5 separate regions of the Mus musculus genome follow, and regions 1, 2, 3 and 4 are each linked to region 5. Evidence: chromatin contacts called from public Hi-C, HiChIP or PLAC-seq and promoter capture Hi-C data. All regions are on one chromosome and are shown on one strand. Each heading gives the region's core, a stretch centred on a gene start, on an enhancer-like site or on the middle of the called end of the contact. The rest is flanking DNA. Distances are from core to core; before and after follow the strand shown.

Evidence for each region. Promoter capture Hi-C pulls out the DNA fragments that hold promoters and counts their contacts. Hi-C and Micro-C count contacts between places; a contact is called where the count stands out from the background. HiChIP or PLAC-seq counts read pairs in DNA pulled down with a chosen protein or histone mark.
Region 1: a promoter capture Hi-C map of hippocampal neurons shows a contact between it and region 5, with 3 times the contacts expected there. The contact joins the enhancer-like site here to the promoter of Gabra1 in region 5. A contact is called at or near these places in 3 of 39 promoter capture datasets (the 3T3-L1 cell line, hippocampal neurons and pre-B cells).
Region 2: a contact with region 5 is called in a Hi-C map of cerebellar granule neurons, with 4 times the contacts expected there. The contact joins the enhancer-like site here to the promoter of Gabra1 in region 5. A contact is called at or near these places in 1 of 39 promoter capture datasets (hippocampal neurons), 3 of 484 Hi-C or Micro-C datasets (cerebellar granule neurons and cerebellum) and 1 of 9 other capture datasets (adipose tissue).
Region 3: a contact with region 5 is called in an H3K27ac HiChIP or PLAC-seq map of SST interneurons, with 6 times the contacts expected there. The contact joins the enhancer-like site here to the promoter of Gabra1 in region 5. A contact is called at or near these places in 2 of 39 promoter capture datasets (both in hippocampal neurons), 3 of 484 Hi-C or Micro-C datasets (brain, cerebral cortex and forebrain), 4 of 115 datasets of contacts at active chromatin or transcription factors (SST interneurons, VIP interneurons, forebrain and 1 more) and 1 of 9 other capture datasets (adipose tissue).
Region 4: a Hi-C map of cerebellum shows a contact between it and region 5, with 2.1 times the contacts expected there. The contact joins the enhancer-like site here to the promoter of Gabra1 in region 5. A contact is called at or near these places in 6 of 39 promoter capture datasets (the 3T3-L1 cell line, embryonic stem cells, hippocampal neurons and 3 more) and 3 of 484 Hi-C or Micro-C datasets (cerebellar granule neurons and cerebellum).

Annotation. Positions count from the first base shown.
Region 1 is chr11:43,058,144-43,063,477 of GRCm38.p6, reverse strand. It overlaps a transcript of Atp10b not described here. Among named protein-coding and RNA genes, the nearest start is that of Atp10b, 89 kb to the left of the region's middle. Within about 2 kb of position 3,822, at least 11 of the 459 cell types and tissues checked have an H3K27ac peak or open chromatin away from gene starts, as enhancers often do. A contact at or near this core is called in hippocampal neurons, where this site is marked.
Region 2 is chr11:42,914,118-42,920,332 of GRCm38.p6, reverse strand. No RefSeq gene overlaps it. Among named protein-coding and RNA genes, the nearest start is that of Gm34644, 44 kb to the right of the region's middle. Within about 2 kb of position 3,357, at least 2 of the 459 cell types and tissues checked have an H3K27ac peak or open chromatin away from gene starts, as enhancers often do. A contact at or near this core is called in cerebellar granule neurons and cerebellum, where this site is marked.
Region 3 is chr11:43,087,701-43,093,565 of GRCm38.p6, reverse strand. It overlaps a transcript of Atp10b not described here. Among named protein-coding and RNA genes, the nearest start is that of Atp10b, 59 kb to the left of the region's middle. Within about 2 kb of position 1,250, at least 20 of the 459 cell types and tissues checked have an H3K27ac peak or open chromatin away from gene starts, as enhancers often do. A contact at or near this core is called in SST interneurons and hippocampal neurons, where this site is marked.
Region 4 is chr11:41,595,949-41,601,400 of GRCm38.p6, reverse strand. No RefSeq gene overlaps it. Among named protein-coding and RNA genes, the nearest start is that of A230004M16Rik, 110 kb to the left of the region's middle. Within about 2 kb of position 2,815, at least 6 of the 459 cell types and tissues checked have an H3K27ac peak or open chromatin away from gene starts, as enhancers often do. A contact at or near this core is called in cerebellar granule neurons and cerebellum, where this site is marked.
Region 5 is chr11:42,178,478-42,184,202 of GRCm38.p6, reverse strand. Gabra1 (gamma-aminobutyric acid (GABA) A receptor, subunit alpha 1) reads left to right here and starts at 1,273. Exons shown (of 10, transcript NM_010250.5): 1 at 1,273-2,037; 2 at 4,555-4,643. The coding sequence starts at 4,570.

The DNA of each region.
Region 1 (5,334 bases), core at 2,573-5,072, 880 kb before region 5:
GACTTGAGGGGAGGTTAGTCAAGGCTGTGCGCCTGCTTCTTCAGCTGGATACCTTGGAAGTGGATATTCATCGGCTCGGACTTAGAGGTCCCACAGACACTGCCAATGGCTTTGAAAATGAACATTCACCCTCTTGCCTCCTTCCTAATAAGATATTCATTTTGTTTACATTTCCACTTTGCTCCAGATGTCTTTGGTGTACCATCTCTAGACCCATGAACATTAGTGACTGGTCTCAGATAATCATGATGGGTGGTCCTACATCCTCTGTTACAAGAGCATGTGGCATTCAGGCAAATGAACACAAGTAGAAGCTTACTGGGGGTTTTCTAGAAAAGTGCATAAAAAGAGAGACATGGAAGAGATATCTGTCTGAAGTTGTCAGAACTAGGTCTTGGGGTGGGATTGGGATTTGTCTACACTCTCTTTATGGACTTCCTCTATCTTTGGGCTTTCTGCTATACAAGTAAATATCTTAAAATATTACTTAAACCATGCAGAACCTGTATTCTCTGTTATTTATAGACAAGCACACATCTTAATGTTTCCTGATACTTCCTAAATTGTTCAGTAATTTATGTTTATACATATGTAAACATCGAAGAGAAACTTAAGCCATAGTCATATATTAGCATCTGATTTACCAGTGATGTCAGCTGATCCTTACTTAAGTGCACTGAAGAAGACAATTACAGTTTAGTGAATCTCCTGTGGCTACCATGGGAATCTATATTGTATGATCAACCAATAAGAAGAAAACCTACTTACAATTCAGACTCTTTGTTTCACTGGGATAAGTTTCTCCAGCCAGTCATGATCTTCCTGCCACTGTGAGGCTGAAAGACACAGGAGAGAAAATAAATATAAAATGTGCAATCTCAGTTTGGCATCAGGCAGTAATTAAGTATTTTGCCCTTTTCCTTCCAGCTGGATCACTCCAGCTACAAATAAACTTCACAAGCAAGCTGGACATTTTCCCAGGAAGCTGCTTCAACAGCAACCGTTTGCTCTGATCAGGGAACCGGGTCTACTGTTTTATCTGCCAACATGCAGAATACAAATGATGTTCCATGTTCCCTTGGATGTCAATCTAAACGTCTCTTCATTCCATGGGACACATCTTGGTCCAAGCACTTGGTGCATTTCAATTTTGCCACATAAACAGGTTCAGAAAGAGGATGAGATTTTACCCATTAATAAAAGTAAGATCTTAAATCTGTGTTGAAAATGTGGAAGAAAAGAAAAGGTCCATTTCTATGGAGCTAGATGTAGAGAAGATGTATTTTTGGCAGAGCTCTCCCCCCCCCCCCTGTCTCTCTCTCTGTCTCCGTCTCTCTGTCTCTGTCTCTGTCTCTCTCTTTCTCTGTCTTGCAGTGAAACCACCTTTCCTAGAAATGTCTGTATAAAAAGACCAGAGCAATGGCAGTATCCAATAGACATGCTAACATGTAAAGAGAAAAATTTCATGTAGGAAATGCCTACCTATAGACAAAGAATTACAGGCAACTAATGACTGCCAGGGGGTGGAGACTTGGCCTTTCCCAGGGATGAGCCTAGTCATTGTTTGTCCAATGCAAAGTGAAACCTTGCAACAAAGCCTTGAAACTATATAACAAGACATACACCACACTACAAAATAGACTTAGCAGAACTTATTTATAAACATGTATTTTATGCACATACATACATACATATATAATACATACATGTGGTCAGTCTTGGAAGCATAGCCACATTTACAACAAAAGACTCAGCACAGTCTATTTATATTTATGCACACATATACACAGACACATATATGTAAAATGATAATCAAAGAAAAAGAGGTTAGCAGTTTGAGAGTAGGGTCATGGGAGGGATTCTAGGAAAGATAGCTGGGTGGTGCTGGAGACAGGAAAAAGAAGGAAGTAATGTAATTCTATTTCTACTAAAAACATTAAAAACCTTTCTGTTTCAGAGGAAATGGAGTGGTCTTGCAAAGCATGTCTATCATTTTAAGAAGATAAAGATCACACACGTACAAACACATGCATATGTATACACACACAGGCACATGCACACATTCATGTACACCCAGATATATATGCATACATGTACAAATACATGCTCACAAATATACACACACTTACATAAACATACTCTCACACACATGCATGCACACAAACACACACACACACATACACACACACAAATGAGGGCTTTAGATGCAAGTAGATTTTCTTTCAAAAGGATCTGGCCAGACGTAGTCTGCTTCTAGTTGACTCTAGATGTCTCTTCCCAGGTCATTGATGACCTAAGTCTATAATGGGTCTTTATTTCCTTCATCTTGTCCTGTTGACCTGGCCATCTCTGTGCCAGGCCTCTCTGCTGACTTGTGACAGAAATGATCACACACAACACTAACTGGCCTGCCCAGGGCCCAATTTACTCACCATGAATAAGGGTCATGAAGAAACCATCCCAGTCCCCTACCTTGCAGCTTGAACTATATTTGACTCATAGTTTCAAAAACTGATCTATGTTCAAATGTCAAAAAGTTTTATACTAAAAGACTTTAGATTTCATATTTTAAAAAGCTTGAAGGGGCTGTTTTTATAGCCTTCTTTCCCACATGATGACCCAGGGGAAACGGGAGTGGTCTCTGCAATCTCTAAGCAGGGCAAGGTGGCTTCTTTTGCCCTTTCTCACCATGTGGTCTTCTTTGCTCATTTCTGCTACCTGCTGGACTAAGTGTAAGCATAGAGAATGGCCCATCTTTGCCAAGCCCACCTTGCCCCACAGTTGCTGCATCTGAAAGTAGCTTGAGTATAGCCAGGTTCCCATCTCAGCTTCCAGTCCCTCTATAAATAGCATTGCGTGGCTTTCTTTTATTTTTGTCCTTATCCTCCGCTCTATTGTCTAAACTCCATTCAAAAAGTATACATTATTTATTAGATTAGGAAAAAATGGGTTTGTAAGTACATTTGAGAAAGATGAAGCTTTGCTGTTTCCTTCAGGGGGCAAAAAGCAGCTGAAAGCTGGGGCATCATGTACCAGGCTACGCAGGAACTATCAGCGAAGTTGGTCACTGGTGATCTTTCCTCAAGTATCCTCCTCCCTTGACTTTAGTTCCCACGTCTTATCAGATAAGGAAGCGCTGCTGGATCACAAGTTAGCAGCTGGTGATCCATGGGTTATGGTTATAGCCAGTTATTGGGTTCTCTGTTTCTTTTGTTAATTAAGCACAACTAACGGGAATGTATCAACTAATAATCCAGATCACAGACTTCTCAGAACTTTAATAGTTAAACAGTTTTCTCCCCCTAAATTCCTGGATAATGATGATGGGGCATATGGCTTCTCCCATTCTTTACCCACCTCCAAGGGTACATACTTACAGCCTAATCATTTTTTATAGTCACTGTGTCTTTGCCTTGCCTCACTAGAACTTTCTGCTGATGCCCTTGGATGGGATGCACCTCATGGCCCTCCTTTCATGAGAAGCCGATGATGCTGAGTAGCAGAGGTGACTTGACGCATTCTTCTACACCTTAAGGAATTGTTCCTCCTTCCTGTGGGCCGAGCTGGGAAGCAGCAAAGTGTGAGGGCCTTTGTGAAGAGCCCTAAACACAGGCAAACCTGAAAAGGCAACAGCCTGGCTTTGAAAGTAGCAGAAATTTTCTTCCGTTGGGGTTGGTAGGCGATTCTCTAAGTAATTTGCAATTCAAGTGTCTCTTTGTTTTGTATGAAAATTTGCTGCTATTTGGAAAGTGGGGACGAGCTAAATTGCATCCTGCTGGTTTTACTTTGACTGTATCAAAAAAGAAACTGTTAATCTGGTTCCATAATTAACTTCCCTGTTTTAAAAAGGCCCTGGGAGAGAGTCCAGAGAGTGGCTGTCAACTCCCTGCCTCTCTACTCAATAATACTGTTCAATAGGATGCCCTGAAAGGAGAAAGGTTCCAGGTGGAAAGGGCTCTTGATTATCTCTCTGATCTTTTGTGTCCTTTATTCCTATCCAGCTAACATTTGGTAAGTTCCTACTGCAGGTAGAGCACCAGATCCTTTGAGGGGTAGCAAGATAATAAATCCCTGACAAGCTGCCATGGAAAACAGTTAATTTTCCATACATCCATCCATCTATCCGGAACCCTCCTCCCTCCAAAATACATGTTTTTTTTTCAAGTCCTATATGGAGCACTTGTATGTGAGAAATACAAAACAGACATTAATTAATCATGATTTAAACTTTCTAAAATGAAGAGATAACTTTTGACCAAGCCATAAAGTTAGCATCATTGAAAAGAAGGCATAAAAATTGGCTCTGGACCCTAAGTTATCTGTGACTTTGCATATGCTTAGACCTGTTCATTAAATGCTATAGAGAGACTCACAGAAACAAGCGGAGGTAGGTGGTGACTATTACCTTGGAAGGTTATTTTGGCAGGAGTAGAGTGGTTGCACTAACATTAAGAACTGATCTGAACACTGCTAGGGACTTTGCTAGGCGTCTTCCAAGCACTTACTATTTCGACAGAACTTCATAAAGCCAAGCAGTTATCACTGGCTTCGGGTTATAGTCAGCAACTACATCCAAGTCAGGTCCCAGGGGACACAGAGCTGTAAGGTAAGTCCACTGTGCTGTGATGGCTTGGGCTGCTGAGGCTGAGATGTGCCTGTTGAAAACCAGGTAGACCTTGAGAGCTGCCTTTGTTAGTGAGGATTCAGTGTTACTGGGTGAGGCAGAAAGTCCCAAATAAAACTGTCATAAGCATTCAAAGCATGATTACTTTTATTATGATTTGCTTAGAAGATTCTATAGACAGCCATCCAGTGTTTCCCACTAGTCTGATTTGACAGAATCACAGCTACGCTGCCTGTGTAGTTAGCATTTCTCTGACCACAAAAGATCACCAGAGGTTAAATCATCACACACACTTTGGGCAGCAAGATGAAGGAGGAAAAAAAAACCCTACTCTTTAAAAAATATGTCCTAGTTTTTCCATGTTATACTTGTACTTCTGTCTCATTCGCCAAACCTTGGTCACATGATCATATACAGATTGCAAAAAGCATAGGCAACTGAAAGTCAGGATTCTCAAAGGATAGGAGCCCTTTCTTTCACATATATGAAACTCAAGTGGAATAAAACTCAGATGTAAGATACAACATGATGGAAGAAAACATAGGAAACTGATTCATGAGACTGGCCTGGACAAGGATTTCTTAGGTGAGATCATAAAAGTACAGGCAACTGAAGAAAAGATCTCTATGTATTTCTTTGTACAAAGGAATGTGTATACTTAGGCAAATGGGATTCTATCTATCTATCTATCTATCTATCTATCTATCTAT
Region 2 (6,215 bases), core at 2,108-4,607, 730 kb before region 5:
TATATTAGTATCAAATGGTACTGTGGATATTTTGGTGATGTTTTGATGACATTATAGCAGGAGTTTGAATAGGTCCTGAATCTTAGCTTACTATTGCTCATCTTCACATTACCCTACTCCACAATGTTCCATTGTAATTTACAGTCATCTCCCTTCATCTTAAAATACTTAGTCAGTGCCTTAATCTTTGGATATAGACTGAGCCTTAGATATGCTTTGTTTTTCGCCCATAGTTATATGCCTATGGAAAAGTTCAACTCATAAACCAGGTACAATGAGAGATTAACAACAAAGAGTAACAGCAAAACACAACCATGATAAAAGGCTGTAACAAAGTATTTGCAAAATACTTATTTTCTCCTTAACATTTTCAGATCATAGTTGACTACAGGGAGCTGAAGTCACAGAGAGTGAAACTGGATAAGGGAAGACCCCTAAATGAGTGGTAAATGGTATTTAAAGTAAAATGTATAATAACTCAGTATATAATCATGACAAAGTCTAGTTTGAATAGTTTCAGCTCTTAACAGTTAACTAAAATGTTGAAACATCAGTTTGGATCTTTCATAGATATTTAATTTAATATGTAAAAGCCAAACTTATTATCTTCCCTCCAAACCTGTTCCTTTAATGGGTTTATTTATTTATATTTCTAGCTTCCCAAATTGGGAAAGCTAGAGGTTCAAGTTTCATTTTTATTGTTCTCTTATTCTCTATACTGGCAAAACACATTGATTTTATCTTCAAAACATTCAAGATAGGATTTTGCAATACCTCTGCTTCCACTACCTTAAAGAAAGCATCATCGACTCTTGCCTGAGGTGTTACAAGAGTTACTTAACTGCTTTCTTCATTTCTATTCTTTCAACTCAAGTTTGTGTTAAACAGAGAAGAGTGTGAATACTGTCACACTATCTGTGGTAGGTTGCATGATGATCCTCTAAATGTGTGTATAACCTAATCCTGGGACTTATGATGTTACCTCATATGGTGAAAGAAACTTCCAGATGGGATCAAATTAAAGACCTTGAGATGCAGTGATTATCCTGGCTTCCCCAGATACTACTTGTTCATCTTGGAGGCATGAGAAGACATTAGGTGTACTTGCCCTTTCCAAGGTTCTGCTACCTCCAGTATTCCTTTGCTTATTGCTATGATCTCCACCTTCCCAGCACATCACTCCAGTCTCTGTCTCACACTCCTCCAGCATCTCTCTTACAAGGGTAGTGATTCCATCATTATGATCCTTAGCAATTAATTTTCCACTTTGTAACACAGATATTGCAGCTATGACCTGACCTCAAATCTTCCAGGTAACTATTCATTTCCAGCCACATTGGCCTTATGCTGCCTATAGACCTGGGCATGCCTCCTCTTCTTTATGTTCATCTACTTCAAATCTGCTGTACCACTCTCTGTAATAGCTGTATCACCAGAGCTTTCTTTCTCACTTTCCCAGTGATGACTTTCCTGACCATCGAACCAAAGATAAGAACTCCTCTCTGCTCTACTCTCCACCTCACTCTGTGTTCTACTTGTCTGCCATACTGGGTTCTGAAGAATCTGCTGTCATCTGATAATCTCTACATTTTCTTAATTGTGAGAAAGTAATATCTGTTCTGCTTTTCTTTGTTCATAGCTACATGCATTGAACCACAATAAACTCTGATCACAGTGAATGATTAAAACATATCATTTATTAAAATGCACGGCAGGTAAATGAGCTGTAAGCCTAGTGCAACAAAGTGTGGTTTTCATGGAGAAAGAATGAGTGAGTGAGTGTGTGTGTGTGTGTGTGTGTGTGTGTGTGTGTGTGTGTGCATGTGTGTGTGAGTGAGTGAGAGAGTCCAAGGAAAGCTGAGTAAGTGGTTCAGGAGGTTTGAGGACAAGATGAGGTGATAGTTCTGCCAAGAGCTAGTCCTGATTTGCCTCTCTTCCCATAGTCTATATGGTGGATGTTGGATTAAAGCTTTATATGGAGGTCCCAGCTCATGGGCTTCATAGCACATAATTGTGCCTCTGACCTCTGACCACTGACCAATCATATTAATTGACAAATCCCCATCTTGGAAACACTAGAAAGGAGGTACCTAGAGGGAAGTTTAAAATTTCTTCTTCCTTATAAACAGTTGTTTTAAAGGCCTAGAAAAAGTCTTGAGAAAGTGATTCAGTAGGGAAGTCATAATTTTTCACTTTTCCTCAATGACAATTGATGATCCATGAATAGAGCTGGGCTTCTTTTTCAGTATCAGTATGTATTCTATGCAAATGAACAGGTCCGTAGCAGTCATCTATCAGTGATGCCATGATATACCAGACTGTATACACATATGGCACTGTAAAAATGCCAGGAGAGGGCTGGAGAGATGGCTCAGTGCTTAAGAGCACTGACTGGTCTTCCAAAGATTCTGAGTTCAAATCCCAGCAATCACATGGTGGCTCACAACCATCTGTAATGGGATCTGATACCCTCTTCTGGTCTGAAGACAGATATAGTATACTTATATACATAAAATAAATAAATAAATCTTTTTTAAAAATGTCAGTCAGGAGAATTGTTGTCATTGGTTCTTGAAGAAAGTCAAAGATTCAAAGCAAAAGCCTGGCCATAGCAGCTGCACGGGTCTAGCAAACAGAGCACTGGATAGTTTCTGACCTTTTTCTGACATTGCCTTCCCTATCTAATTTTTCACTTTACAAATCCACTGGGCAAGGGAGAATGAAGATAAAAGGTACAGTTGAACCTGCATGGTTTAGGGATAGGGCAGGCTTAAGGCTTCTGTGATTATTATTGGGGTACTGTACATGCAATGGTGAAGGATAGGCTCGTATAATGCTTTGGCTGTATGAGATCTTCCATGAATGGGTGAAACCCTGTTTTCTTCATCTTGATCTATTATTTCTTAAAACATGGGCTACTTATCAGAAACCACCCCCTTTTTCTCATTGAACATATGACAGTTACTAATAAGAAGACATACAGGAAGAAAAAAAATCAGCAACTAGGAATGTTCCATCCACCTTCTTCTCTCACTGTTGCTCCTGTGGCCTTTTGACATTGGAATAAGACATTTTCATCTACAAAGTTGAAGCCACACAACTGAGGTATCAAAAATATTGTAGAATATATCTTAATGTTTTAAAGTAACTTTATGACTTTTTTAGAAATTTGGATTGAAATAGTATCTAACCTGGACTGCATGATGCTTGCAGGTCATACATGGCTGCTGGACCACTCAATCTGCTATGTTCTTGAACTTGGCCTTGAATTAGCCTCCCCTGGAGACCTGCTGGTCAGGTTAAAAATAAGAGTTTGAAGTGTAACAGATGAAGGTTTTACAAAACACATGTTCAGAGAAGCGGGGGGCCTCAGCTTAAGTGGAGTCAACACAGGCTCCTGGCTAGGCTCAGATCAAAGGGATTAGGCTTAAGATTGTCTGGAAGGTCACGTCACTTATGTGAGGATGTAACTGCACATCTTCACATTAACTTCTAGGACTTTTCATTTCTTTTGCCATGTGGAATGTTTTCTTTCTTTCTTTCTTTTTTTTTTTCTGCAGATACTCCTGTGATCTGTTGGGATGAGTCCCCTTCTGGCACTCACAAGTATATATTTTATCTCTCTCCTGAGCCATCTCCTGTGCTGAAATGATCTTGAGACTAATACTGGCAGCTGGTCCCATGTGGTGCCACTCTTGGTACTCACAGAGATTCTCATGTTGAATTTCTTCCTGCAGCTTTTACTCCTGGGGGTGGAGGCAATATCTGCCAGGTGACATGGGTAGAACAGATGGCCTCTTTTTTCTTTGTGATTCCTATTTCAAGTCAGGTCTTGTTGCTCTGATGCCATGTATGTCAGAAGCCATGTCCCCTGAATGAGAAACTTTACTCCTAAACTCTGATCTACTCTGGAAAAATTTATTTTACCTGCAATTAAAATTCTTAATATATTTGTTTTATTAAGTAAAAATTACATATTACAAATTCTAAAATTGTATGGAATGTCACATTAAAACAAACAAACAAACAAATAAATGTCTCTTATATGAATCTCTTATGAGAGACAAGAACTAATAAAATTTCTGTTTTCATTTTTTTCTTTCGTTCCTGTGGAACTAGAGATTGGATTGAACCCAGGATCCTAAGAATGCTCACAAACTCTACATGTAAAAACTGAACTGCAGCTTCAGATCTTAATCCCTCTATCTCTCTCCTGCCTGTATTTCTCTCTATATATATATCTATATCTATATCTATATCTATATCTATATCTATATCTATATCTATATCTATATCTATATCTATATCTATATCTATATCTATATCTATATCTATATCGATATCGATATCGATATCTATATCTATATCTATATCTATATCTATCTATCTATATATATATATATATATATATAATGTGTGTATCTGAAGATCTATCTATCTATTATCTATCTATCTATCTATCTATCTATCTATCTATCTATCTATCTATCTATTATCTATCTATCTATCTATTATCTATCTATCTATCTATTATCTATCTATCTATCTATCTATCTATCTATCTATCTATCTATTATCTATCTATCTATCTATTATCTATCTATCTATCTATCTATCTATCTATCTATCTATCTATCTATCATCTATCTATCTATTATCTATTATCTATCTATCTATCTATCTATCTATCTATCTATCTATCTATCTATCTATCTATCATGTATTTATGTATATCTATTCTTTTTTAATAATTCTGACAATAGGTGTAACACTTCAAAGACTACTCTAAAACTACTTTAAAAATAAAATATTATATTATTTTGTGTGTAAACGTGTCTTGCCTGCATGTATTTGTGTTTACCACGTGCAGCCTGGCACTCACTGAGGTCAGAAGAAGGTGTAAGTTACCTTGGGACCAGAATTACAAATGGTTGTAAACAGTCATATGATTCTGGAAATCATATGACTCTGAAAGAGTAACAAGTATTCTTGACTGCTGAGTGAACTCTCCAGCACAAGCTTTTAATTTTTCTTCACTATATATTTTATAGACTGTGTCACAGAACTGTGAATATTCTTATAACATTGTCCTTTCATTGACCACATGTTTTGTCACACAAAGTACCACAGTTTGCTCCATCAGGCCCTTATAAATGGGCATTTGAGTTACTCCTTATATTACTACTTTTGCTGATACAAGCCTATTTCAGTTCTGCATAGATTTAATACTTTTAAGAGCTCCTTCTCCTTAGTGCAATGCCTAGTGATTTTTTTTTTGCTGTCTTATTTTGCTTTATTTCTTTTATACCACTAAATCTTATTTGCTATCACTCATTTATTCCTACTTTAATTTCTTCCATATGGGAATGTCACAGGAATAGAAAAATCTCTCTCTCTCTCTCTCTCTCTCTCTCTCTCTCTCTCTCTCTCTCTCTCTCTCTGTGATGCCAACATCAAAAAGAGAGCAGAGCACAAATAGATACTTATTAAATATTTGTTGATACATTTTATAAATGACCCTCCATTTTCCTGGTGGAACAACTTTGGCTTAGTATAGCTAAAAACTGTGACATACACTAGAATCAGAATGTCACAAACAGATGTAAAGAAAAGGCAGATCGTAGGCATTTATTTTTGATCAGTGCCTTAGTATTGTCACCAAGATCCAAGGTTGTCTTCCATTTTAGCTTTTCCTCTTCAGAATAGGATTCATTGCATAGAAGGTCCTATGAGCAGTGGTGTATGCACAATTTACATTTCTTGCTCTCACATGTGGTAGACTCTAGAGGGAAATGGTAGTCAACAGAGATCTGTTTCTTTTCTAGTGATAATGAGTTTTTCCCCAGGAGTATACAGAAGATTGTCTTCTCATGTAGAATAGCCAGATGAGTGACACATATATGCCAGATCAATAATCAATTCACTAGAAAGCTACAAACAGCCTATCATATGATGTCTAGGCCCCACCTCTTAAAGGTTCTGCCACCTTCCAATAGTGCTGGACGATGATGATCAAGCCTTCAACACATGGGTCTTTGGGGTTCACTGACCCAAGTTATAACACTTTGATAAGAGTAGAGTGTACTGTGGTTATTCTAATGCCTTTGACTACTGTGCCATGTTATAGCATTTCACTTTCTTTATTCCCCTTTCTCTTGGGCATGCCAAACTGTAACCATCCGAAGGTCTTTGAACTTAACTTCAAGTTTGCCACA
Region 3 (5,865 bases), core at 1-2,500, 910 kb before region 5:
TAGAACAAACCTTATCCTAAGCCCATAGGGGCTCTTTAATTCCAAAGTTTCTTTCATTTTTTTTCCAAATTAAAAAAAAAAATCTTCAAATCTTCCATCTCAATCTCTTTCTCAATGTGATGCTCTCCTCCCCTGTCCCCCAAATTATTCAAATGACTAAAGTACTGGAAGGATAGGTAGGGGAGGACTTGTTAATAGGCAGCCTTTCCTTTACCGTGGATGAAGAACCATTTTTGACTTTAAGATAGTGTGAAAGCAATACTCATTCATTAAAAAGTGCAATTTGAATTGTGATCTTTTCCTAAACTAGTGGTGTTAGTACTCTGCTCTCTCATGATGCTGGGCAGCAGCAGGAAGCTACAGCTCCGGGTTATTCACGTGACTACTAGAGAGAACAACAGATGCTCTGTAGAGTGGGCTGGGCTGCTCCACTGTGATTTTCAGTAGCTTAGGTGGATTGCATGCGTTTGGGGCTGCATCATACATGAGTTTATTGGGGCACATCATATGTAAAGCAGAGAGCAAACGAATTTTTGAAAATGTAAAACTCAGGTGTGTGTGTGTGTGTGTGTGTGTGTGTGTGTGTTCTGGGAAGCATGTCCAAGGCCTTGAGCATGTGACTATGTGTTCATCACTGAGCCATACTCCAGAACCTCGAGTTTTGTAGTTTGGAACATGTAAAAGCTTAAAAGCTTAAAATCAGATGGTTGAACTGCTTAAAAGCAGAACCTGCGACGTCAAGGGGATTTGAATTTTCCCTGACATGTGCAAATGCATTGATAGAGAAGCTTCTTGGGCAAACTGAGTGATCGCACTTCTGTAAAGCAGAGGCTGTGGATTTGGGATAGGAAGACAGCTGGCAGCTCTCCATAGCATATACTTTGGGATCAGATCCAGCATGCTCATGGTAAGGGGGACTGCGTGGTTGCTAGCTAGCTCGGTTGCATTTTTTTTTCAACCTGTATCTCTCAGCACCCATGGTTTGCTGTATAAATTGCATTTCTATGCAAGATCTACTGTGAACAAACATAAGCTTGAAAATCAAGCATCCAGACAAACATACAGGTTTATGTAACAGCCACTTAAATTACCGAGTGCTCCATGGGAATATGGAGAAAAAATTGATTCAAAAGTTTGGACCATTTTCTGGAGGTTCAGTCTAAGTGAAGCTGTTCAAACATCACCGAGAGGAGCATCATGCTCTCTTCTGGATATATACCATGGGTGGGTGGAACTGAGTATGCTAACTCCTAATTCCTGGCTTTGAGTTTGCCCACGTGTAAAAAGCACTCCACTGATTTTGAATACCATTCTGGAACCACCCTCAGTGTTTACACAGAAAATAGCAGGCTTGCTCCCGAGCCGGTAGGAGGGCTGAAGAAATAGCAAGTGCTCGGAATCAATTAGCTTTGATTTATAAAGCAGCATCGCTGACATGCGTGATAATTAAAATATCAGATTGGTTATTATTCTATTTACTTTGCTGCACAACACACACTAACTGGCAGGGGAAGGTGTCATCCCCACAGTGATCTGAAGATTGTTTGGAGCTCCTTACCAGAATTCAATGGGGCAGCTATATGGGAGAGAAGTGACTTTGAATACCAATGAAGTTTAATTTAAAAATTGCTTACCATTTATTCAATATCTATTGCATGGTGTATATTATACTGGTAATAATAATAATGATAACAGCTAAGATTTATTGAATTTCCATTTTTTTGCCAGCAACTGGTATTAATGTTCTGCATGTGTTAACTCACATAACAACCTGTAGAAATAGTGTTCTTTCTGACTCCATTATTAGGATGAGGAAACCTAGGCACAGAGTGTCACAAAGTAAACCGATTCAGGTTGAACTATTGTATGCCTTGCTTCACATCCTATCACCTGCATTAGTATTTTTTTATGGTACTCGGTTCTTTAAAGAGCATATGCCTTCAAACCTTTGCAATAATCCCACTTCACAGAAAATTGAAGATGCCAGAAGTTTAGCTCCTTGGTCATATTTCTGAGACACTAATCAAATGATCTTTTAGATAGGATTTTCTGCTGAAGTTTCTATTAGCAAGGTGATTCATAGATAATACAGAGAACAGCTTTTTCTATGTAGAGAAAGCTGATATCAATGAAACCTGTGAAGGTCAGCAAGATGGCTCAGCCAATCAGAGCCAAGCCTAATGACCCCAGTCCTCAGGATCCACGTGGTGGAAGGAAAAAACTAACTCCATGAGATCGTCTTGTGATCACCATGCGGGAGCCATGGCACATGCCCCTCTCCCCAGAATAAACAAATCTGCAGCTTTTGAACACCTGCTTAACTTCCATGGTAGACGATAGTTGCTAGGGAGCAAATGTTTCACTTTACTGTTGTCTTATCTGGCTCAGGGTTTCACAGTGGCTTGGTCAGGAAAGAGACTCTGAAAACTCAAACAAGCTTTCAAAGATACGTAGTTAGATAGACAAATAAAGATGTTTGAGTCAAGGGTGGGGCATAGGAACATTCTATGCAAATAAAAGATATGCTGAGATGCTGCCTTCCGACAAGTAGGCTCAGATGACCTCCGTGTTGTTCCTCAGACAAAATAATTGGCTCAACCCAGTCCATACTTATTAATGAAGATCACCCCCCCCAAAGCCATCCTCTCACTGATGCTTGATAGATAGAGAAGCACTCGTTGCCTTTGAGTTCTTTGTGGGTGTTCAGGCTGACTGTTGGATAACTGTGGTTTCCTAAACATGACAGGATGGAGCTGGCACTACTGGAAACAGGCATTGGTAGACTTGCTGTCTTCACTTAGCATTTCAGGGATAGTCAGGTAGGCAGACATGGGGGTGGGAACACACATGTATATGTGAGCGTACATGTAAGCATACTAATTTAGATTTCAGAAAATCTTGTGATTCAATCTAACCAATTTGCTTTTATCAGAGCTTTAAGGAATTCTCACAGCTATCAGTAATGTAGCCTTTTCCACCTATTTTTCCTGTTAGCTATTATGCACAATTTTCTTGTGGGAATTCTAAAGATTTTAAGCTGGGTTTGGTACTCTTCGGGTACAAAACTTTCAAGTCTACAACAGCCATCAAAAAGCAGCAGCTTGATCCATAGTAAATTATTATACAATCATTAGAATTCCTTTTGAATCATAAAAATTACAACTCAAGAATCTCTAACGCTTGCCTTTCAGGGTTCTTTTAAGGCCTAATTATTTTCTCTTGAATGTGCCTTGTTATCTAGCTTTGAATAGAATTCTAGGCATAGGTAATATTAACTATTATGTACCCTGCATAATAAGGCCAGTTTTGGCCAGCTATCTGTCTGGTAGATCCATCTGTATTGTAATTTCTTCAAAGCCACTCTTGGAGTGATAGTTCACTTTCTGAATAACACTTCAGTCCTTTAACAGTGTCATGAAGAGAGAGAGTACAACTTAGCACAATAACTTATTCTGAGCTCAAATCTAGGAAAACAGTTGTGTCCATCATGAATGATGCATTTGTCATCATTTTCCTCAGTGAAGGTATAAAGTTTACCTTTTATGAGTGCTGTTTCCCAACATGATTTACAGAACCTAGCAAGGCATGAGCATGCATCCAAGATCTTTCTAAATCTGGTGTTTTCAAATGCTATACTTATGACCTTAAGGGTCGTCTTATAGGACCATGTATTCAAGCCTTGATTGCAACCCTACACAGCATTATTGTGAAGTGATAGAACATTTAGGGAATGAGACCAGGTGAAAGAAGGTTTGATCACTTAAGCTATCTCTTTGAAGAAGGTATTGAGATAGCAGCCTGCCCTTCCTTCCTTCCTTCCTTCCTTCCTTCCTTCCTTCCTGTTATGAAGTGAGCAGTTCCCTTTATCATATAATCCCATAATGATGTACAATTTCACCATAGGCTCCACATCAACAGGACCCAGTGAACATGGCTCAAATCCCCTTGAAACCATGAGCCCAAGTCAACCTGCCTTCCACTAAGGCTGATCATCTTAGACACTTGTTCTCACTAGCAGGAAGTTACACAGCACAGTGGTTGTCAAGAGATCATAGTGCTTAATGTCTGTTAATCCAAGGGAATATCGTACATCGAGTAGGGCTCCCAAGTTCTGAATTGCAAGAGCATGAGCTAGTCTCCTTACTCTGGGTAAACTGAACAGTCTGGATACCCTGCCACTCATAAGCCATAATGTAATAACTCCATATTATAACTAGCTCATTCTAAATGCATATGATGAGCAGCTTTGGTATCAGGAAGGAGGGTGTGCTTGAAATAAGCAGTTTCTGGGTAGACACTTCTTGTATGCCCTCAAAAACATGATAAATCCCTTGGATTAAAGATGCTATGACTATGTCTCCTGTCCCAGTCAACAAAACAGGAGGTTTCCGCTTTGCTGATCAAGGTTCCCATAGTTTGACATTCTATTGCCAAAGACACTTGGCAGCTGCTCTAAAGTGTTAACACAGTTACCTTTCCCATGAAAGTCACTTTGTAAAACATAAAAGCCGAAATCAACATGCTGATTTTTCTCTCTCGGAACCTTAGGAAGGACACTATCTTACTTTAAGTAATAGCCTGTATGCGTGTCAAATTTCACTTTCTGGGACATAGAAATCTTTGTGTTTTCTCACTGGGCTGCAGTTTGCCTAGAGGGTAATGGTGACTCCATTTCATTGGCTGGATTTCTTATGCGCACACTCACCTAGACCTTGGGTAACAGGAGCTGGAGTTTGACACCTGCCCCTGCTCAGTCTTCAGAGGATTTTCCAATCTTTCCCAGGCTCTGAGGCTCACCAGGACAATGTGCTCACCTTCAAGTTTCCATTTTCCCTCAAGTATGTGAGCAATTTGGAAAAAAGTCCTGCTTTGGGCAGCGTAATAAAGTGACCTTTGACCGAGTACTTTCCACAGGTTGTCATTCACTGGGCTTGGTGCTTACAGATGTGCTCGATAAAGGAAACGGAGGGTATTTCTATACCTTTTGGACAAAGAGTCTGTGTACCAGAATCCTGAAGCAACATATCTGAGATTACAGCATCACCTAAGGAGAAGGCTAGTATTCAAACCGAAGCAAGTAGGACTCCAGAGTTCTTGATTTGGAATTAAAAGTCTGTGGCCAGGAAATGAATTGTTTAAGTATTATTTCAATTGGGAAAAAACAAAACAAAACAAAACAAAACCAACCAGAAGCACTCAGAACAGTTCACTTGCTATAAAGGAGTAGAGAGAGAGAGAGAGAGAGTGCATTTTTATACATCTAAAAGTAACAGGTTACTTTTAAGTTCATGGTCCCCCTATTTCAGAAAACATTGTTTTTTTAACAACAACAAAAACAAACAGACAAGCAAACAAAAACAGAATCCTGAATTCTTATGATGCACGTGTATCACAATCTTTGTGAATAAGGTAATCACACAGGATTGTTTTTCCACTCGGCGTAGACATTCGGTGTTCTTGGCACGTTTGCCGTCTACTTCATTAAACACCTGTTTCTGTAGGGGAGCACAGCCGTTTGAAGCTCTACTCATTTGCCTTCTGGGGAAACCAAGGTTCCTTTCTTGCCCTGAATGTTTTTGCCCAGCATGTATTTATAGTTTTCTGGACTGAGTTTCCTACCTCACCCAATGTTAAGGACACCCCAGGACCCTCTACTCCCTCTTCCAGGTATGGCCATTGCTTCCTTTTTTTCTACTCAAGAGCTTTGGCCATTGCTGTCATTGTTACTGTCTCCACTCTCCTTGTTTCCACAATGATCCCTGTACTTAACAAGGCATACAACACGTTTGCACTTTCACTGAGTTCTTTATACTTACTGCTTGTGTGTGTATGTGTGTGTGATTAGAAGTGGCACTATCATAATTA
Region 4 (5,452 bases), core at 1,566-4,065, 580 kb after region 5:
TTCATGTTCTTTAATCATTTAAGGTTTCAAAAATTTATTACAGCCCAAGTAGAAACTTAATACACTCAGGAAAGTTTTAAATAATTAGGTATTAGGTCAGATCAACTGTATTAAACCCCAAAAATGCAAGAGATCCAGGTACATGATGTGGAAGGCTCTAGGGTGCTTGCATGTGTAGGATCTGTCACCCTGTAATCTTCATAAGACAGGAAACTCTTAATGGACTCAAAACAAACTCATCTAATCAGTGTCTACACCAACTCTAGGACATTTTCCTCACCATTGTAGGAGGGATTTGATTTCCTGGTGCATCAAAGGGGTCATTGTTGACACTTTTTTTTTTTTTTTTTTACAACAAGGTAGCTCAACAAGAGAAAATAAAGCAAATATATTTAATATCTACCTTTTTTCTGTTACAAAAATATTCAGAGTTGTAAGTCTGAAGATCTGAGGGAAAGCTTAAATTTTGTACTTAGATTCAAGAAATAATGGAAATCACACTGAAATATGATGTTAAAGAAATGGAATGGTATAGAACGGAATGGGATAGGATAAGATAAAAATAGATTCTAGTAGAATGGAACCAGAATGAGTGGAAAACCCTGAATGCTGGGGATCAGCCAATATCCAACTACAGTGCAGGTCTTCCAGAGACCAGGAAGATGAGAGATAAACTAACATTCCTAGATACTAGAGCTTGTTTGATTAAAGATTTGCATAGAGGAGGAATTCTGATTTCATCACTGCATGAGATGACAAGCATGGTCAGAAGACAGGAAGTCTGACAAAAGTCAGAGGAAGACATTGTGTACTTAACTTGTGCTTCTGAGAGGTTCCGCACAACTCTAATTGAAAATTTCCAGCACCCCAGTGGCATACATTAAGGTACTGTGTTCTGAGCCCCAATAGCATGCACACCGAGTGTTAACACAGGTAATTTCACTGATGACTGTCTATAGTACAGCATAAAGTAATACAATTATTTTCAAATTTTATAGGGAGAAGGTATTATTATTATTATTAATCTTTTTTTTTATAATCAAGTCATTATCTCCCTCTGGTCTTCCCTCCAACATTTCCTCATCCCATTCCTCCTCCTTGTCTCCAGGAGAATATTTTCACCACCCCCCACCCACCCAGCCAGACCTCCAGAGCATGCATTCTGTAGTAAAAAAACTTCATATTTATTCCCTTATCCTTCCTTCCTTTCTTCCTTTTTCCTTCCTTCCTTCCTTCTTTCCCTTGCTACATCCATTTTTCTTTCTCTTCTCTTTCCAATCACTTTTCAATTTCTCTTGTTTCATTAATGTATCATTCCTTTTCTTCCTTTTATCTTTCAATCTTTCTCTTTCATCCTTCCCTCATGTTTCATGCAGGAGTTATGGTTTTGTCATGCGGATAATGTTTTGAGTCTAAGTTAACTATTACTGAACCAAAAGATCATTCCAATCAATGCATACTAATATGATAAAGAAACATAACTAAAGCCCTAAATTTTAATTTAAATTCAGTGTTATACTATCAGAGGAATATTTAAGCTTACGTTTAAGCTCCTTAGTAATTCAATATCTCTTTTGGGAAGTTTACCCTGTAATTTTAGTCAGGAAATTCTTTCTTACATCAAACTAAAATTCCCTTTATTATAACTCAGCATTGATTAAAATCTACCCTAATCTCTGTGAATGGAAGCCTCCTATACTAGAAGTATGCTCTGATTATGTACTGTTTTCTCAAGTTTGAGTTTGGAGAGATCAGTGAGAGTGACATTATGAAATATAAAAGAGATAAATATGGTTATAAATTTCATTCTCTTACCCACCCCATGCCCTAGAAGCACCTTCATGAATCACGATATTCCTATATTTATCTAGCATTTTCTTGAATGCTTTTTCATAGTGTTCATAACAACAGGTCAGTGAAAGGTTTGATACATAGGATTATTTATTCTTATTCATTCCATCATAATATTGATTATTACAACATAATACTTGATCCTTACAACAGACTAAGGAGCAAGATGTCATTACTCTCATCTCTGGGATGAGAACACTACCATCTATGGGTGCAGTTGCCTCTTTCTCTGTTGAAACTCTTGTCTAGTATTTCATGGTTCCAGGAATCATGCTGTTAAAACACTGCTGCCTGTAGAGGGGTGGCCTAATTTCTTGGCCATGGAAGTAACAGGAAACCACACATTAAAGGACTTTCCCTTGAGATTTCTTAGGAAGAACCCCAGTAGACCAGATGGATCACTTGGCTCTTTCTCAAGGAGCCAAATGTTCATAATCTTGCTTCATTCTAACTCTGTGAAGTATATTTATAGAATATAGCACTGCTCTAGAAATTTGCCATTACAGGTCATAGTGAAATGGCTTGCGGGACCTGCAGTATGAAAATGAATATTTGGATATCAAACCAATAACCATTCAGACAGAGTTCTAATTATTTGCTCATGGTAAGTAAAGAATTTCCAATCATGCAAAGGGACTTTATTTATGCAGCACTTTCCAGTTGAATAGCACTGCTTTTTCTGAGTGATCCTTTCAGTGGGATGATGTATTATACAAGTTGCTGCTATTTTATTGTTCCATGTAAAGGTGATTGAAAAGTTTCTCCTGTGACATTATTACCTAGCATAGGCCTCAAAGACTGCTTGTTAGCCAATTGGCAAGTCCCTTCATCCCCCATGACGGAGACATCTGAAAGGCAGTTCTTTCAGGAAGTGTCAGGAACGATATTTGGTCTTACTTACAGCCAGTAGGCGTCATAAGTCACACCCCTGACCGTGTTCAGGCGTATGTGACAGTATCTGATAAGACAGAAAGATTCAGTCAGTCCAACACGCTGCTGACTTTGAAGATGACCACAGACAGAGAGAACAGAAGCTAAAGATCACTGCCAGTTACACAATAATTAATTCAAAGCAGTTTTGTCACAGGGACAGAGATTAAATTCACCAATGCCAAGTTTTTTTTTTTTTTTTTTTTTTTTTTTTCAGGAATCAGATCTACTGGTTTGTGAAACTGAGCAAGGCACTAAACATGCCTGTATCTCAATTTCTGCCTCCCTAAAACTGGAGGGGTTTTAATTATTAGGGTTATTACATACACTATTTAACATATATATTATTATGTCATTTACATATTATATTAAATATACTTTATGTTAAATAATTCAAAGGAATCAAAGCACTTTGAATACTCTTTGGAGAAGAATGGAAATTCAAAACACTCTTCTCTTGAAGTACAACTTCAGATTAGGATTTTTATAATCCAATTAGATATATTTGTGACTTAAATTTCAAGCCCAGGGCACTGAACATTCACTAGGGTTCTAAGAGAGTCCATATTCTTATTTATTTTAAAGTATACAGTACTAAAATGAAATTTCAGTCACTCCTTTTTGTTTTAAGGAATTCATTTATTTTTAATATTTGTCTCATAGTTGGTAAGTGCATGTGAGTGCAGGTGCCTGCCCAGGCCAGAGTCCTAGGTTCTCTAGAACTGAAATTATAGAGGGTTGTGGGATGCAAGATCTACATGCTGGGAATCAAACTCAGGTTTTCTATAAGAACAGTAAGAGATTTTAACCTCTGAATCACCTCTCCAGAAAGGCCCCTACATGTCTATATTTTTCTTTAATATTTAGTAGACATAGATAGGGTCTTGAATATTATAATTGAGCATAGTCATAATTTTATATTCTATACCAATTACTTTGTAAATCCTAAGCATGGCATATACTCAACTCCTGAGAAACAATCTGAAACCTTTTATTAATAAATCTATGAATCCTATAAATTTATGTGAAACGGGTACAGAATGAAAGGGTACCACAAAAGGAAGTGTAAGGAGGTGGCAGTTTTTACATTTTACTTTGTTTGATTTATGTGTATGCCCATGTGCACATGAGAACCAGTGGAGGCAAAAAGAGGGAGTTGAAGTTACAGATAGTTGTGGACCACAGGATAGGAATGTTCAGATCCAAATTCCTGTCCCTTGTAAGATTAGCAATGGTTCTCAAGTGCTGTGCCATCTCTCTAGCTTGCTGCACATGGGCCTTCAATAAGCAAAGTGATAGTAAGATAAATGTTTACATGTATACCATCCAAAAGATCTTGGAAAGACAAGAGGAAGGACATGGAATGGCAATATTGTAGATGCTCACCATTTTAACTGATGGGAAGTCAATAAGGATCAAAGCTGTAGACTGATGGGAATGCATGGCACTGATAGAAACAAACAATAAAATTACAAACAGAGGAAGGTTGTCATTCTGGTATCTAAACATTGAGAATCTTATTTTTGCAGAATTAGTGTCCATCACCTCCCAGAATATAGTGTCCTCCCTAGCCTATGACTCTGTTACCCACAGGATAATGAGGGTTTTACTGATGGCATTAAAGGAAGGATTTGAAGTGCTGGGTTATGGCTGAATGACCAGGTGGGTCCAATTTGTTAGGAAAGCAGCATGTCAAATTCAAAACAGGAAGTGGTGATGGGGCGGAGATTGGGAAGAGGAGAGGCTGTGATGTAAAGATTTGTGCAACCTCCCAAATCTAGAAACCCAAGCACTCCATCAGAGCTTGTTTGAGGAGAGTAGGCCTATTAAACTCCTTGTCTGTAGGTTTTTACAGCTTGAGAATTGTAATATGATAAATGCATATTGTTACCACAACCATAGGTTGCTGTTTATTTTTTTAATATTTTTACTGACAGTATGTTTTCATATGTACTTTGTATTTTATTTTGCTGCACATATTTTCACCACACATTGTTTATGAGGCTAGTGTGAGGTCTCAGATAAAAATGAATTTATCTTTACTCTTATTGCTGTACAACTACATGGTCTCCTGAGCCTTCAAATTATTCTGTAGCTTGGGGTGGCCTTAAATTACGAATCTCCTACTTCAGTCTTCTTGGTAGCTGAGATGACAAGCCTGTCTCGTTAGGCCTAATTCTAACGCTGATGTCCTCTAAAATATTTGCTTACACAGGGCCTATAGGCACTAGCAATCTCAGTCAAATAAGATTTTTTTTTATATTAGGTATTTTCTTCATTTACATTTCCAATGCTATCCCAAAAGTCCCCCCATGCCCTCCCCCCACTTCCCTCCCCCCACTCTCACTTCTTGGCCCTCAAATATGACTTTTAAAATTTATCTTTTACTTTTGAGGTTATAACTGTATAATTCCTGCTTCCCTTTCCATCCTCAATATCCTCTCACATACCCCTCCTTACCCTTTTTCAAAGTCATAACCTCTTTTTGTGTTCATTGTTGGTACACATATATAGTATATATCTATACGATTGTGAATATATATGTGTGTGTTTGTTTACGTTATATTTATATGTTTGTAAATATATAAACGCAACATGGGACTGTGCTTTTTGAGCCAAATGTAAATTGGCCTGCATACAAAACTGTATCTTCTGGCTTTTATATGGAAGG
Region 5 (5,725 bases), core at 24-2,523:
AGTCTTGCTTTACAAGCTGCCCAGTGAACAAGTAACTAATTGATAAATGGAGCTCTGCCACACAAGGGAATGGCAGTATTCGCTGGTATTTGAGAGTGCATCGACCCTTGTTGTGTGCTTTGCGGGCAATTATTACTGTTTAAAGAGAGATGCCTCGAGTCAGTCCTCAACCCCACCTTCCAAACGCTTATCTTGAAAATTCCTTGTCAGCAATTCACCCCCCAAAAGCCAGAGAACAAAGTCACATTATGAATGTGGTCCTTGACTGTGAAGGCCACGTCATTGCAACTGCATAGCTTAAGGTTTCATCTTATAAACTGATTTCCTTGCAGCATACGCCAAGAACAACTTGTAGAATGCTAAACACAGGAGTGTTTGGTGCTGGCTAATTAGTCCCCCCCCCCCCCCCCTTTAATGTTTTGGACAACACTCAGCCTCTATTTTAAATTTCTCCTCGGCCAGAAGTCCACTAGAAGAAAATGGTCAGCGGGTTTACCCAAATTCAGACTTCATCTACCAGAAATATGAATGGCATAAGGATGCCTCATATTTTTCAGCACCTCCTCCCCATGTGGTTTTAAAGTGCTGAAAAGCAGCTCTTGGAGGTGCTGGCCATTGTCTACTAGCACCCTGAGGAAGACAGCACCCATGACCTGAGCTAGAAGCCATTCACAAAAACCCAGCAAGGAACCACAGTCATTGCTCAGTCCCTGAAAATCCCTCAGGAACATGTCGAACACACACACACACACACACACACACACACAAACACACACACAAACACACACACACATCCTGCATGTATAGTTATCTGTGGGTGAAGAACTCTCAGGGAAGGTAAGAAAAGAGGACAGAGAAGAAAAAACAAAGTAGAAGCTTTCCCCCCACTGACTTCTAAAAATTCCCCCCCCCCCATTTTTCTGAACCGAAAACGATGGAGTTCAAGGCAAAGGCATGTTTCCGGAAATGGAGATGTGCCTCTCAAACCCAGAAATGATTTATGCGAAGTTAAATATTCCGTGTTCGAAAACCTTGCAAAATTCAGAGTTAAGGGAGTCTGTGCTTTTTCAGGACAACGCACGCAAAGGTTAAAAACCCGTTTGCGAAGCCTGTCTGGCTGTCCTCTATGCTGTAGATGAAAGGCGGGATGCAAAGCACTCGGAATCTGACAAAGTATGAAGGACTCTAAGCCCAGGGGCCGTTCCCTAGCAAACAGGGTTCTTCCTACTGTCCCTCACTCGTCCTGGTTCTGCAACAAGCAGGGATTTAGCCATATGTGTGGGAGTGTGCGAGGGAGAGCAAGTCGAGGACAGAGCGCTCTCCACACGTGTAAGCCTACATCTCCCTGCTTCCTAGCTTGCGTTCATTCATATGAATGCAGTGGTTAAATATTTGATCAGAGGTAGCAGAGTTACAAGGATCGGTTGTGCTTTAATGAGCACACCTTAGAAGAGTATGCTCATAAATATCAAGAGAGAAAAGATCCTAAGAGTGGCCCCCATCTCTAACCCTTTCTACCCTTCCCTTCCCCCATTTTTCAGTCCCCCTTCCCCCCCAAAATAGAGGAATGCTTGCAGCAGATTGAAGAAGGATTTGAGCCGGCAGCTACAGAGATGGGGATTAGGGCCAGAGTGCAAGTTAAATTGCGCTGCATATAAAAAATGGGCGGATTGGTGTCCAGATCCAGTGGCTGGTACCACCTTCCTTTCTAAAATAAAATCTCTCTGGCATGAAGTCACCGCCTATTTCACATCCGGTTTGCGCTGGGACGTATTACTACTGTCTTGGTACAGAGAAATCTTTTGTTGTATAGCTGCAGATTGGATATTGGGAAGCAAATTTGGGTATGAAATCTCCAGTGCAGGAGCACGCAGAGTCCATGATGCCTCAGACCGTGTGAGTGAGCGCGGCGCGAGGACGCCCTCCGCCCGGCGCGCCCGCGCTCGCAGACTCGCGCAGCTCCGACTCACCGCGATCCTCTCTCCCACACTTTTCTCCCGGGTCTGGAGCGATCCGGTGCCCAGAGGGGGCCCCGAGGTAAGTGAGACTTCGGACCACGATCGCCCAGTGCTTGCAACCTGCCTTTGTCCTAGCTGGAGAGGCAGAGATGTTCTAGCAGGGAAGCGAGCAGGAGCAGGACAGGAGCTGAAGCTGGGAGCAGGTAGAAACAAGGAATGTTTTCTTCTTTCAGGGTGAAAACTGCAGCCTTATAGGAGTAGATTTTTCTCTCTCGCTCTCTCTCTCTCTTCCTGCTCTCCTCTTTAAGGAAGATTAGAATGTACCCTGAGGGGTGGGTGGTGACATGTTGTTTTGATCTCTCTTTCTTCTTCTTTTTTTTCCTTTCTCTCTTTTTTCTTTTCTTTTCCTCTTCTTTTTTTCTGTCCAAGGGGAGCTGCGGTGAGTTGGGGAGTGGCTCTGGGGGTTGCCATCAGCTAAAGTTAAGAGGTTAGGACCAAAAACCTGTCACCCTGCTCCATTCTAGGGAAGACTGGCTCACCCTGCTTGAACACGTCTCTTCTCCCCTTTCCAGCCACCACAGCTGAAATGCCCTCTGGTGTAGGGGTCTCTCCCATTCTGGAAATGAGAAGCTGAACTTACTTGCTCTGGGTGGCAGGGGAGGTGGGTAGTGGAGCATGCTTCTAGAGAGGGGAAGGATGGAGGTGGAAAGGGGGCAAGAGACAGCTTCGTGCTGCCTTTCAACTGTTCTGTTTGTATTCGCAAGAAACTTTCTTCCTCCACAACTGAAGTGCCACGGCAGGTTTGTTTTTCTGCAAATATGAGAAGAGTGCAAGAGCTATGGTGTCTTGCCATGGGAATCTCATTCTCTCACCCATTCAAGACTTTCTTTCCTTTTCTAGAATCAGTGGCGATTAATAGGGTTAAGAGAAGTTGTTTCCTCTTCAAAACAGATGTTAAAACATGCTTTAAAGAAAGAATTACCATTGTGCCATTTGGATGCAATATTTTCACATAATGATATTTATCCAAGATACCCTGTCATAGTCTACTCCTGTGTGTCAAAACCGGTCACTACATTTAAGAGAACACTATGAGGAAGCTCACGGTGCTTATCTCTACATAATTTCATTCTAAATGAATTCTGCTTCCCTGCTTACATGGCTGTGTGTGATGGTTCTTACTGATTGGAATGATCCGGGAGAGTGTAGAAAGCATTTTGTTGATGTATTTAAAGGCATACATACCACATGGACCTAGAGAATGCTTAATGTAAAAAAAAAAAAAAAAAAAAAAACAAAAAAAAACCCTGGGTTTTATAAAGCTTCCATCTATTCACGGTTGACCCTACTAAGGAGTTAAGAATCGAGAAAGTGGGAAAATAAAATACATGTAATAGTTTTCATAGTAGGACCAGGATTAATTTCAGTGCATTTAAGTAACTACATCTGCTTTTTAGCCAGGTAGTGCTCAGGATTTTAAAATTTGGCTTAATAATTATGTATATACACATAATTATGTGAATGTATAACACACACACATAGACATTTCTATAACTCTTCTGTTCCATACACATTTATTCCTCCAGTATCCTCCTACCATATCCAAGTTCAACAATCAGATAATGATTGATTGCAATTTACCTAAGTGGGAATAAATATACCCTCCTTTTCATGCGAAGCAAACCACTTAAGCTTCCATCTGTTGGAGACAAAGTGTTTTCTAGCAGCACCCTGGAAGAAATTAAAGGACGCTTACAAGATATGTGTGGGTATGTTTGTGTGCATTGATGTGTGTGTGTGTGTGTGTGTGTGTGTGTGTGAGAGAGAGAGAGAGAGAGAGAGAGAGAGAGAGAGAGAGAGAGAGAGGGAGAGAGAGAGGGGGAGAGGGAGAGAGAGAGGGAGAGGGAGAGGGAGAGGGAGAGGGAGAGGGAGAGGGAGAGGGAGAGGGAGAGGGAGAGAGAGAGAGAGAGAGAGAGAGAGAGAGAGAGAGAGCCCAGCACATGGCCTGACTTTAAAGTGTATCCTTTAGCTTCACAGAAACATTAGTGAGCATATTTAACAACCACAGAGGAGAAGCACGACTCTGGCATTCAACAGTGTGTTTCCAATGGTTTTTATAAAGAGGCAGATACAGTTGCTTCTGAAATCAAGGTATCTCCAGAATTCAGGGATGCATTTTGTCAACAGAGGTGTTAGTCTACTAGATCCCACGTAACCACATGCCCTCCTTTTAGAGACACCAAGTTTAAACCTTTCAGTACAGATTCCACCACAGGGACCCGAATCAGAAAGGTCGTTTTGAATAAATCAGCAAGTAATAGAAATGCAAAGGCTACTCTAGAGTAATTTTGTCACCTGAAACCATTTCAAGTTTTATAGGATAAATTAAAATTCTGGTACATTTCTGAATGGAAAGGTGGTACGGAAGGTGGGGAGTGGATGGGCCAGGTTTCCATTGCTTCCAATGAGTGTCATATTCCAGTGAGGTCATTTCCTGACTTCAAAGCATTCATCGGAACTGCCTCAGTCAGCCCTAGTGGTTATAACCTGATGTTTCTTGCAAGACACACTGATCTCTACTTATTCCACTTTTCAGCTGTGCAAGCCCGTGATGAAGAAAAGTCGGGGTCTCTCTGACTATCTTTGGGCCTGGACCCTCATTCTGAGCACACTGTCGGGAAGAAGGTGGGGGCATTTTCTTTAAAATCTGCATGACAATTTCTGTAATTTTTTATTTATTCCATCAGGGGGAAGAAAATTGTCCATGGATGAATTCATGACTAAGGGAATTCAGAAAACTTTACTGCAATAAAATTTCAGCTAAGACTAAAGAAGAATAGAACATGAAAATAACTTTCTTGTTTGGATGCTCACGAGAATACACTTAACAAGCTTTACTTTTAAATTTAAACTAGGAAATGTATGAATTCAACTCTTAAGTCTGAAACAACTTTTTAGTTTTCATTTGTAACTGAGCAAAAAATATATAATTTCCTAATTTATGGGAAAAGTTACTAGATAGTTATAAGTTAAGTTTTCAATAGGAAATTTTCTAACTATTTGCAAAATCATAGAGTAACTCACAAAAGCATGGAAGTTAAAATAATATTTTAGAATAAAAATAAGTTAAAATAATATTTATAACGTGAATGCCACATGACTAGAAACACATGTATATTGTGTTTTAAACCATGGTTAATAAAATCAATAGAGATAGAATATACCAGATGATTGCTGTAAAATACTAGATAAAAATTAAATTTTGCTCATTTAGTATTAATATCAAGAAGAAATGTTGTGAATCAATTTCAGTAAGTTGAACTAATAAATGTATTTTCTAATGATCCAATAAAGAACATGAGATTGTAATAGCATTTATCTAAATGATCAAATATTTTATATTGTTCTCTACTTTAATAGTTTTTTGTCTAGTCTATTCTTGTGCCTTACTAAAAGGTGTTCAGCATATAATAAAATCCTAAACTCCTTGAAGTGTAATAGGAAGTGAATCTTTATGAGTAAAAATCAGAGCTATGGAATCATCTGGAAAGGCAGACATTTCTGAGGATTGGTTTAAAATGAGATGCTGGCTGTGTTACTTTTTAGTATTATCGCATAAACAAATATCGGAAGAAGAAGATGCATATTACAGTCTGATACTCTTAATTTCAGGAGTTAAGTGATCAGTGATTTTTGAAAAATTATATGGAGTGTTACTATTATAATGACCTGTAGATGGAGTTAGTGCACAGTGTTTTATTACAGAG